Linked DNA regions of Hordeum vulgare: regions 1 and 2 are each linked to region 3. A link is a contact called in public Hi-C data. All regions are on one chromosome and are shown on one strand. Each heading gives the region's core, a stretch centred on a gene start, on an enhancer-like site or on the middle of the called end of the contact. The rest is flanking DNA. Distances are from core to core; before and after follow the strand shown.

What was found. Hi-C and Micro-C count contacts between places; a contact is called where the count stands out from the background.
Region 1: a Hi-C map of leaf shows a contact between it and region 3, with 4 times the contacts expected there. The contact joins the promoter of LOC123441336 here to the promoter of LOC123441325 in region 3. A contact is called at or near these places in 2 of 6 Hi-C or Micro-C datasets (leaf and seedling) and 1 of 1 datasets of contacts at active chromatin or transcription factors (embryo).
Region 2: a Hi-C map of an unstated tissue shows a contact between it and region 3, with 6 times the contacts expected there. The contact joins the promoter of LOC123441268 here to the promoter of LOC123441325 in region 3. A contact is called at or near these places in 3 of 6 Hi-C or Micro-C datasets (leaf, seedling and an unstated tissue).

What each region holds. Positions count from the first base shown.
Region 1 is chr1H:413,448,823-413,452,965 of MorexV3_pseudomolecules_assembly, forward strand. It overlaps LOC123441336, which reads left to right and starts at 1,817. Exons shown (of 2, transcript XM_045117819.1): 1 at 1,817-1,975; 2 at 3,740-4,143. The coding sequence starts at 3,772.
Region 2 is chr1H:412,745,392-412,749,073 of MorexV3_pseudomolecules_assembly, forward strand. It overlaps LOC123441268 (sorting nexin 2B-like), which reads right to left and starts at 1,520. Exons shown (of 5, transcript XM_045117756.1): 1 at 429-1,520. The coding sequence starts at 1,373.
Region 3 is chr1H:413,189,068-413,192,777 of MorexV3_pseudomolecules_assembly, forward strand. It overlaps LOC123441325, which reads right to left and starts at 1,830. Exons shown (of 2, transcript XM_045117809.1): 1 at 1,609-1,830; 2 at 1,157-1,560. The coding sequence starts at 1,628. The coding sequence ends at 1,161. All of the region lies in intron 1 of LOC123441308, which reads right to left.

The DNA.
Region 1 (4,143 bases), core at 567-3,066, 260 kb after region 3:
TGGGTAATGGAGAATCAATTAATTTCTGGCATGATGTTTGGGTTGGGGATTGTTCCCTGAAAGTCCAATTTTGGAAATTATTTGAACTTTGTAATCAAACTGACTGTACGGTAGCCCAGGTCTGGGATGGGAATATACTGAGATTGGCATTCGGAAGATGTGTGGATCAGGCAGGCTTAGCTCTCTGGGACCGCCTTGTTGAGGTGGTAAGCCAAGAAACTTTATCAAATGGTCCTGATCTCCCGATCTGGAAGTTAGAGCCAAATGGGATATACTCAGTCAAATCATTTTATAGCCAAATTAATTTTGGGGGTGTGGTTTCTCCCTTTGGAGATAATCTGTGGAAAGTGATCTGCCCACAAAAGATTCACGTTTTTCTTTGGTTGTGTGTGCATAACAAGGTGTTAACAAGGGATAATCTGGAAAAGCGTAGGCTGGTGGAAGATGCTACTTGCCTATTCCGTAGCTGTAAAGAATCAGTGCAACATCTGTTTTTTGATTGCGTAGTTGCTACACAACTATGGGGTTTCCTGTCTGCAGCGCTTAGCAAACCAGAGATTTTGAGTTTTGATGATATTATACTGCTGTGGAATAATACTAAGGCTAATGCTGTGATAAACATGATGGTTGCTACCTCCTTGTGGAGCATCTAGAAGCTGAGAAATGAATTTTGTTTCGAGGGCCGATCCTGGAGAAGTGTAAAATGCATTCTTGCAAAGTTGGACATCTATATAAATCAGTGGAAGATTTTGTTCACCGATGCTCAAGCAACTCTGCTGCGGGACTTCATCAGTCTGCTGAACAAGAGACGTGGGGAATTGCTTCGTATCGCATGAAGATGATGCTGGGAGGGAGCAGGGGGGCTTAGTAGTTTATTTTTGTCCGTAATAAAAGATCTATGCTTGCCTCTTCGCTGTACTTGCTAAAATTGCACTCCTGGTTCGCCTAATCTGTTTTAGGTAGTCTTTTAATTTCGTCCTAGCTGGTTGATGGATATGTAAGACCCTGTTGCTTCATTTTGAATAAAGATGGGGCAGGGGGAAACCCCTTTTGTTCAAAAAAAAAGAAAAAATATTTTTTTCTTTCATGAGAGGCACTGATTTGCTTCTATGAGAGGCAGTGTCATGCCTCACGAAAAAAGTACTTCCGGTTCGGGTTTTTTCATAAAAAAAAGTTTATCAAAACCTATCAACATATGATTAGTCTGAAGATCTCGATACGAGAAATGCAACGGTAAAAACAATTTAAAATTTAAACGCATGATTTAAAAGATAAAATATTTTAAATAATCTAATCTACGAAAAAAGTAAAAACTCCCAGTGCGGTCACTTAACGCAACCAAAGATAATGAAAGTGGTCTTTACAAAAGGTGCTCCTTAAAAAAAAGATGCTCTTTAACTAATGATTTCGGACAATATGACCTCTTTCTTTGAATAGGTTCCGCTCCCTAATCCATCGAGCCCAAGCAAGATGGAGCGCTTAAGAGGGCCGGTTTGTCTTTTGGGCCGGTGCTGGTCTAATATGGAGCGGGCTTGAACAAATCCATTTTTCCATCTGGCGAATTTTCTTCCCCACCCGAAGACCCGAGATCTACGGCTGTGGATGCTGCTGTGGCGGCAGGCGCGGGCGGAGACGGACGCATGCGTCTTGCCAGCCCCACCCACACGGCCACGGCCACAGGCGAAACAAACGAGACCAGGCCGAACCAACCCAACCCAACCCAACCCAGAAGCACAGGCAGGCGACGCAAGCCAGCCGCAAGCCCCCACCCGATCGACCCCCTCCCCTCCCTTCCCTTCCCTTCCTCTGTCATTCCCTCGCTCGCCCCTCGTCTCCCCCCCTCGCCCCTCCCCCCACCCGCGTCAACCAAACCCTAACTCGCCCCACCCTCCAAATCCCTCCCCGCCCCTCTCGATCTCGCCGCCGCCGCCGCCGCCGCAGCCAAAACCCTACGCCCCTCCCGCCGCCGCCTCCGGTAAGCCCCTCCGCTCCCCTCCCCCCCTCTCCCCCGATCCCTCTCTCCATCGATTCGGTTCGGAGCGTGGCGTCCGGCCCCGCGGTTTGATCTAGGGGCGCGGCGGAATGCGGCCCGCCCTAGCGCGGCGCCCGGCGCGTGGCCGGGCGGCGTGCCCGCCGCTGAATTCGGGCGGCCTCGGCGGTCCCGCGCCACGGGATCGCGCTATTCGACGGCCGGGTGGCTTCGGAGGCCGAGGGGCGCTTGCCCCGCGGGCTAGGGTGATGCCCCGCGTCGGCAATTGTTTGTCAATTTCGGAGGTGCTTGGATTTCAGGGGTTCCCCCTCCGTTCGTCGTGTATCAGGGAAAACCATGGTGCAGCTGTGTTGTTCCCGTTTTATAGGAAGGAGGGGATAATTTCCCTGTTTGTTTCCTGGCTGAAGATTAGGTTTTGTAGGACCATGGGAATGCAAAACCTTGTTTTAAAGCTACTGCTGCAAGCAACTCGTACGTCGAAACTACTTGTCCTGTTATGTATTGCACTTCCTCCGTCCCATATTTATTGACGCGTAAATACGCTGATCGCTAGCGTTGTCGTTATGTGTCGATTGTCGTATTCTGTTAGTTCATTATATGATAACCAGCCACAATTTAATGTAGCTTGTATGCCAGAAGAAAGGTTGCGGTCAACCGGAAGTGGCGCCATAACGCATCTCTTTTAGCTGCTTTATATAGCAGAGTAAATCTGCAGTACTTGCCATGTTGGCAACTTAGTATGCTTTCGCTAGTGGCTTACCGGGCCTCTTAATTGCTGTGATGTTAGCTGTAATATGACGCTAGTGAATTAATTTTTGCAAGTAACGGACGGTTGGGTCAGCCTTGGTGTTTGGAACTTGTAGACTGGGGTAGATGAACACATTTCAACGCTTCAGTTTCTCTTGTTGCTACTTTGTGCTCCGGTGTGTGTAAACTATAAATTTATGTCTTCTTTGCTCTCGTAGATAAAACGGGGAAAAGGTTGCATTGGATATGCCAAATGAAAAATAAACAGCAATAATAAGGAAGTAATGCAACTGTAAATATGTGTCACTGGAATGAAATATATTATTATTCCCTGAGAGCCTTTGCCCCCTTTTAGCTTTATCTGTCTCCAGGCACTTCGTAACAAAAATTAGCTTTTGTTATTGAAACAATCAAGTTGGTTCTCATTGTTTAATTTCAAGAGTTTTTTGATGCACTGCATTAGTTTTCATGATTTTTGACATGCATGCAACTGTACGAAACATCTCTTATCTAGAACCACTGCCAGGAAGAGGCACTTAGTTGCAACAGTTTGAATCGTTCTACTTTGTTTGAGAGCAACGCTTCCTTTTTATCCTTAATAGCTGGTATTTTGTTTAATATAAATTCTATTGGGTCAGATGAATACTTTCCAAACGTAGCTAATTGAGCTATGCTTATCCAAGCACAGATTGTGATGCTATTGATCAGCATGTCAAGGTGAGGAGCGCTAATGAATACTGGGCCAAACTGCCAAATGCTAGGATCGTAGTGCGTGTTTCTTGGTCCTTGGATATCTATACTTGTGTTCCGTTGAAAATCTCATACTCCACTCATTGTCGACCATGCATATCGTGATTATTCAGATGACAACTTCTTAATCAATCGTCTGAAGTTTCTATCTATAAACTATAATGCTTAGATGGGTATAGTTATCATTTTTGGTAGAAAAGAAGCTACATATATTTGACTGGAGTGATAATTTTTGTTGAAACTTGACTGCAGGTAAAACAACCTTTCGGCTATTTGTTTCCGAAATGCCGTCTGCGTCCAAATCCAAGGCAAAGGATAGGGCAGCTGCTTTTAAAGCAGCAAAAGAGCAACCTAAGGTGGCTGTCAAGCCAGTGGGAAATGGCACCGGTGCTAGTACTTACAACAATCTCTCTGGAAAATTTCATCTTTTGGAGCCATCATCCTCTTTGCTGGGTAGCCAGGGTAACGAAAAATTGAGGAATACAGATGAAATAGACGAGCATTCTCGTAGCTCGCATGGTACAGGGGATTTTGATTGCGCCTCAAATAATGGCAGCTGTTCTGGCGAGTCAGAAGATACAAAGGAAAAATCAACCGGCACAGCGCCTCGAGTGGACTCTATTCCTGGATGTGATCTTGATAAACGTGAGAAGATC
Region 2 (3,682 bases), core at 270-2,769, 440 kb before region 3:
TACCTATCTTCGTGTACGTAATATCTCCCAATCCCGATGACAAACAGATTGAGAAACTGAAGAATTAAGAAACAACCTAAGTATAAAACCTTATTGGAGAGGTCGTTCCATTAGATGACCTGCACATTCTACCTCCCTTAAATAAAACTGGATACACACCATTTCAGATGCTCTTAGTGGTACAAGGCATTATGATTCTTGATAAAGTGACCAATGATGATACCAGTTTAAGGTGTAGTACCCTCTTAGCACAAGAGAAATATTACTTGCAGGAACGATGTTGCAAGCATATGATCATTGCGTCGTAAGATTGTAACTTTTGTCTTCAAAATGTACAATGACTTGTAGTAATGTGTTGGTGGTGTATGATCGAGACCATGCAGTTCAGCAGCGTGCTTATATATTAAGAAAGATGTCCGGAAAATTACCTGCTGCGATGCGCTACTGAGCTGCTGCTCCCAATCCTGCATCTTCTGCTTCTTCTGCAGGAACTCCTTGTCCTCCTCCACCAGTGGTGGCCTCACGCCACCCCAGTCGGTCACCATCGACTGCTTCAGCTCCTTAAATATCCGCAGCAGGTCCCTCCCGCCCTTGGCCGGCTGAACCACGTCCTGTGGCGGGGCCACCGCCTCCTCCCCAAGCAGCTGCCTTGGCAGCCGCGCTGCGCCATCGAGCATGCGCGAGGCAACGTCAGTGCTGCTCGGCAGCGGCATCTTGCCCTCGGCCTGCAGGAACACGCGCAGCTCGTCGCTGGCCCCGATCGCGGGGTGCTCGGCGAGACGCCACAGGTACCTCTCAAGAGCTGCGCGGCGCTGGGCCACGAACTCGTCGCGCTGCATGACCTGGCTCTCGACGGTGTTCTTGTCTGGGCGGGGGGGCACGAAGTTGCCGCGGAAAGACTCCGCGAGGCGGTCGGCGAGGGTGACGAAGTCGCGGAAGCGGCGGCGGACGGAGTGGCGGCGGTGGTCGCCGCGACGGGCGCTGGTGACGAGGTAGGAGATGTAGGTGGGGCCGGATCCGGGGACGAGGGAGGTGGCGGCGGCCTCGGCCTCGGTCTCCGGGTCGGAGACGGCGATGTAGGAGTACTCGGACGTGGCGGCGCGCGCGGATCTCGGGGAGGCGGAGGAGGAGGCGGAGGCGGAGCGCGGGGAGGAGGCGGCGACGTCGGCGTAGGAGGGAGGGTCGACGAAGGAGGAGGAGGCGCGGGAGAGGGGGAAGGCGGCGGGGGTGGGAGGGGAGGGGGGCGAGGAGGTGGAGAGGAGGGGGTCGAAGGTGGAGGCCACGGAGGCGTAGTCGGAGGCGGCGGCGAGGGGCAGCGTCTCCATGTCGCCGTCGCCGTCGGCGGCGCCGGCGGGCGGCGAGGAAGACATCATGGCAAGGGTTACGGCGGGGCGAGCGCGCGGGTGCCGGAGAGTGGAGGGCGTGGGGATGGGGGTGCGGCGAGGACGAAGGTTCCGGCGGTTTGTTGCGGTGGGGTTACCGCGTGGTTGGGTTGGGACACGGGAGGACACGCTCACGTGGCCCCGTCGTGGCGGGTGCGAACTGCGAGCTGGGGTTACCGTGCACGCAAGCAAAAGCAAAAGGGGTGATCTGCGCCGGCGCGCCGGCCCAGATTTTGGGCTTCGTCCGCATCGTTGGATCCGTATGTAACATTTTCGTCCCTATGCAGTAAAATTTTGATGTCATGCAACAAATTTTTTTAACGGTTGCAAAAAAATAAAATTTGTAGCAAAAAAAATATCTACATGATCGTAGCAAAAAAACAAGCTGATGGTACGTGATAGCAAAAGTCAAACGCCGGTTGTAATAAAAATTTACGTGACGTGTATGCAACTTTTTAGTGAACGGTTGCAGCAAAACATGATGCCGGTTGTAGCAAAAATTAACATGGTTGTAGCAAAAAGTAAAAAACATCGATTGTAACAAAAAATCCGACGAACTAGAGTTGCAACCAAACGTATATGCAGCTTTTTTACTGAGACAAAATATAGTAAAAAACGCTTGCAGCAAAAATGCCGCAAGTTGCAACATATTTAGACGAAAAATGTTGCATCCATTGACCGTAGAAGCGCGCGGATGGCAAAAATGTTACAAGGGCCCACACGCGCCAGGGGGCGACCGGCGCGTCGGTTCGGCCGGCACGCGGGTGGAAAACGATTCCCAAGCAAAACAGAACCGCATTGAATCTCATTTTAATTACTCCTTCCGTTCCTAAATATAAGTCATTCTAGAGGTTTCACTAGAGAACTACATACAGATGTATATAGACGTATTTTAACGTATATATTCACTTATTTTGCTTTGTATGTAGTCCTCTAGTAAAATCTCTTAAAAGACTTATATTAAGGAACGGAGGGAGTATTTTATTTAAAAACGATGTACTATACCAAATAAAACTCTACTTGGTAGTACTCGCTTCATTCCTAAATACGAAGTACCTCTCCTTTCCTAAATATAAATCTTTTAATAGGTTCCACTAGGTGGCTACATACGGATGTATATGTTGGAAATATGCCCTAGAGGCAATAATAAATTAGTTATTATTATATTTCTTAGTTCATGATAATCGTTTATTATCCATGCTATAATTGTATTGATTGGAAACACAATACTTGTGTGGATACATAGACAAAACACTGTCCCTAGTAAGCCTCTAGTTGACTAGCTCGTTGATCAAAGATGGTCAAGGTTTCCTGGCCATAGGCAAGTGTTGTCACTTGATAACGGGATCACATCATTAGGAGAATCATGTGATGGACTAGACCCAAACTAATAGACGTAGCATGTTGATCGTGTCATTTTGTTGCTACTGTTTTCTGCGTGTCAAGTATTTATTCCTATGACCATGAGATCATATAACTCACTGACACCGGAGGAATGCTTTGTGTGTATCAAACGTCGCAACGTAACTGGGTGACTATAAAGATGCTCTACAGGTATCTCCGAAGGTGTTAGTTGAGTTAGTATGGATCAAGACTGGGATTTGTCACTCCGTGTGACGGAGAGGTATCTCGGGGCCCACTCGGTAATACAACATCACACATAAGCCTTGCAAGCAATGTAACTTAGTGTAAGTTGCGGGATCTTGTATTACGGAACGAGTAAAGAGACTTGCCGGTAAACGAGGTTGAAATAGGTATACGGATACTGACGATCGAATCTCGGGCAAGTAACATACCGAAGGACAAAGGGAATGACATACGGGATTATACGAATCCTTGGCACTGAGGTTCAAACGATAAGATCTTCGTAGAATATGTAGGATCCAATATGGGCATCCAGGTCCCGCTATTGGATATTGACCGAGGAGTCTCTCGGGTCATGTCTACATAGTTCTCGAACCCGCAGGGTCTGCACACTTAAGGTTCGACGATGTTTTATGCGTATTTGAGTTATATGGTTGGTTACCGAATGTTGTTCGGAGTCCCGGATGGGATCACGGACGTCACGAGGGTTTCCGGAATGGTCCGGAGACGAAGATTGATATATAGGATGACCTCATTTGGTTACCGGAAAGTTTCCGGGCATTACCGGAAAAGTTTCGGGCTCATCGGTAGTGTACCGGGAGTGCCGGGAGGGGTGCCGGGGACCATCGGGAGGGGTGTCACGCCCCAAGGGGTCTCATGGGCTATGGGAAGAGATAAACCAGCCCCTAGTGGGCTGGAATAAGTTCCCACTAAGG
Region 3 (3,710 bases), core at 580-3,079:
CCCAAGATTGAGGACATTGATAATCGACAAGGAGGATTTGGGATCACCTTAAAAAATGTGTTTCATTTCCATTTTTCTCACCTATTGTGTGGCTCCGGGTTAGAGACATTATCCGGAATCCAAATTGCCGAGTCAAAAGATGTCCTTATCAAGAATCACCAAAGAGTATACTAGCAAGCAAGAGGCAACAAATACATCCAAAAATGGATCACTAAGTGAATGGGAAAAATACCAGACACCACGGGAACACCTAAGCTCAAGCGCTCCAACGCAAACTTGGTCACTGGATCTAAGATCCAACGGTCACCGGAGAAGCTCGCCCAAAGTTGGGACCCCCAAAAGTCATGTAATTGCGCACATCTCCAAAACCTACTTCCTTTCATGAGAGCACGTATCACGGGAGCACCTAAGGCTTGGAAGCACATGAGTTGTGCTCTGAGTCAATTCTGAAATCACCGTCTGATTCAAAAAAGAGCACAGTGGCGCTGCATTCTGAACTCTGAAGTGTCTGCTTCACGTGGAAGGTGTGCACACTTTCCTTTTTCTTTTCTTTTTCCTCTGTGTCAGAAATTTGGAGAGCTCAATGCACCTCCTATGGGACTGCACCTTCTCCTTTTTTATATGGTAGAAGGCGCCCACCTAGGTCGGCTCTCCGGCCATAAAGGAAAAACAAGAGGTCATTACAGGAATCACGTAATTTGTCGTCTATGAAGATCTTTGTCGTCAGCTTTTCATCGATACAAACGGTAAAAGTGGTCTTTGCCGTCAGTTGCTGACGGTAAAAAATAACAAATGGCAAAGACATATTTTGCCGTCTGTAAATAAAATGCAGACGACAAAGACATATTTTGCCGTCTGTAAATAAAATGCAGACGACAAAGACATATTTTGCCGTCTGTAAATAAAATGCAGACGACAAAGACATATTTTGCCGTCTGTAAAACAATGAAAGACGGCAAAAATCACTTTTTTTGCCGTCTCTAAGGAAAACTGATGACAGCAAATATATTTTGCCGACTGTAAAAATATCTGTAGACGGCAAAGAAAAAACACATCTCGCGGATCCCGAAAACGCATGCCGTCTGTCCCGCCCATGCCCCACACGACCGACCCCACCCACCCCATACCCGTCCCCACTACTCTCTCTCCCCCTTATCCTGCTAACATCCCACCCCTCCACCACTGGCCCTGCCTCGGCTCGCAGTCCCCCGTCCCAAGCAGCCGTAGGTGGCCGGCCATGGCTCCGCCTGCCCCAGCCTTCCCCGTCGCTCGAGAAGCCACATGCGGCCGGCCATGGCGCCACCAGCCCCTGCTCTCCCCGTAGATCGAGCAGCCGCAAGCGGCCGGCCATGGCGCCGCAGGACCCGTCCCACCCCATCGAGCGAGCAGCCGCAGGCGGCCGGCCATGGCACTGTCGGCCCCGTCCCACTACATCGCTCGAGCAGCCACACGCTGCCGGCCATGGCGCCACATGCCGCGTCCACTTCGTCGCGCAAGTAGCTGCAGGCGGCCGGCCATGGCGCTGTCGGCCCCGCCCTCCCCATCGTTCCAGCAGTTGCACGCGGCCGGCCATGGCGCTGTCGGCCCCGCCCTCCCCATCGTTCCAGCAGTTGCACGCGGCCGGCCATGGCGACCCCGGCCTCTGCCCTCCCCCGTCACCCGAGCAGCTCCACGCGGAACCTAGAACCGTGACGATTGAGTGGAGAAGAAGACCAGGGATCGGATTGCTTTTTTATTTGTAGTTCCAGGGTGCTTTATGTAATATGCTAAGACTGCTTTAGTACTTGTTCTAATGCAGGTTCTTTGTGTAAATTTGCATGCACTGGTTGACTATTCCTAAATATAAGTCTTTTAAGAGCTTTCACTAAAAGGACTACATACGGATGTATATAGACATACTTTAGAGTATAGATTCAATCATTTTGCTTCGTATGTAGATCCTTAGTGAAATCGCTTAAAAAACTTATATTTAGGAACGGAGGGAGTAGTTTCCAGGCTTTTTGTGCCTTTTTCGTAGAAGATATTGGCAGTTCAAACAAATTTATGTTTTTAGATTTTGGCCTACGTGTACATTGTTGGTTTACCATTTTTTGTAAAGTGCATTTTTTTCGTCTATCATTTTTGTTGACGGCAAAAACTTTTTGCCATCTGGCATTTTGGTCCGGCTGATGGCAAACAATTGACGCCGTCCGTTAGATCACTGTGCTTTTTTTTTTGCCGTCTGTCTTATAATAGATGACGTCAAAGCGTTTGTACTAACGGCAAAAAATTTGTCGTCTTTCCGAACAAATGCTGATAGCAAAAATACGCTTCGCGGGCACATAGTCTGACGACATTGTTTATCGTCATGGGCTGACGGCAAAAAATTTGTCATCTGTAATGTCTTGACGGCAAAAATGCCTGATTCCTGTAGTGGGTGCGCCACGTCTCCCTCAAGCACTGCCGGCAAATGATCGGCCTCACACCGACTGGATTCAAGCGGTCGTCTAAATCGATGTTATTGATGATCGCCTAGGAGATCTGGAAGGAACCAAATGCCTGCATCTTCAGGGATAAGTTGCCACGGATTGAGGACATCCTGCGTGCCATCAGCGGTGATCTGGAGCAGTGGAGGCTGGCGGGCGCATGCTGTTTAGAGCCCCTTTTGGAGAAGATGTCGCAAGATAAATTGTCGCTCCAGTCTTATTTTTTTCCTTTCGTTTTTCTGTTTTCCTCCGTGTAGCACGCTCTTCGTGGCCACGATCGCTCGATTCCGCTTGCTTTCTCCTAATTCAATGAAGCTAATAAACCCGAATCTTTCAAGAAAAAAAAAAAGACAGATCAAACGGGGCACGGCCAATTTGGCAGGCCAGCCTCCGACACCGATCCAAAACACCTGCATCGCCGCTGACACTGCATGTATGGTCAGTTTGGTAGGCCAGCGCCCGACACCGATCCAAAACACCTGTGTCGCCGCTGACACTGCATTCATGGTCGTCGTCATGCACGGCGTGTCTCCATTTTGTTTCCCCCGTCGGCCCCGCCGTATTCAAAAATGAGAAACCGCGCATCTTCTTTGCACCGAAAGTACGGTGATGTAGGCGTCGTGGCTTGGCAGTGCATGTGTTCGTTCGAATCGCAAGGATAGTGGAGCGCCAAATAAAATAAATAAATAATAATAATAACAGGATAAACGCTGAGGCATGGGCGGGAGAGGATATGTATATGGTGACGTGACACGTAATCATATGCACGAAGACTATGAGTAGAACGATGCTGTGACTGTGCCCATATCTGAGCACAGTAACCTGCCAAAAATATACAGTTTTCAATCACATGGGCCGGTCGACGTAGCGGCCGTGTCGTCGTATCCATCGTCGTCCATTCGTTCATTCATCACACAAAGCTTGGAAATGGCTACCATTGCCGCAGGCTCTTGCAATTGCAACCCTAGGGTCGACAGAGACTACATCGTTCTGTTCCAGTACCAGCAGTACATGAACGTTCTAAGAGCATGGTTAATAGTATAGCCAGCTGCTGCCTATAAGGCATTGTCATGTCACCTATAACTCATCTTATAGCTAACATGTATAATAGTTGATTATAAAAGTATTTTTTTTATTATATGATCCATCTTTTACTCTCACAAAGTACTTAGGATCACGTGCTAGAGCTGACTCTTAGAGGCTGTTTGGTTCCAAATAAGTCATCAACTTATAAATTAAAAAGTG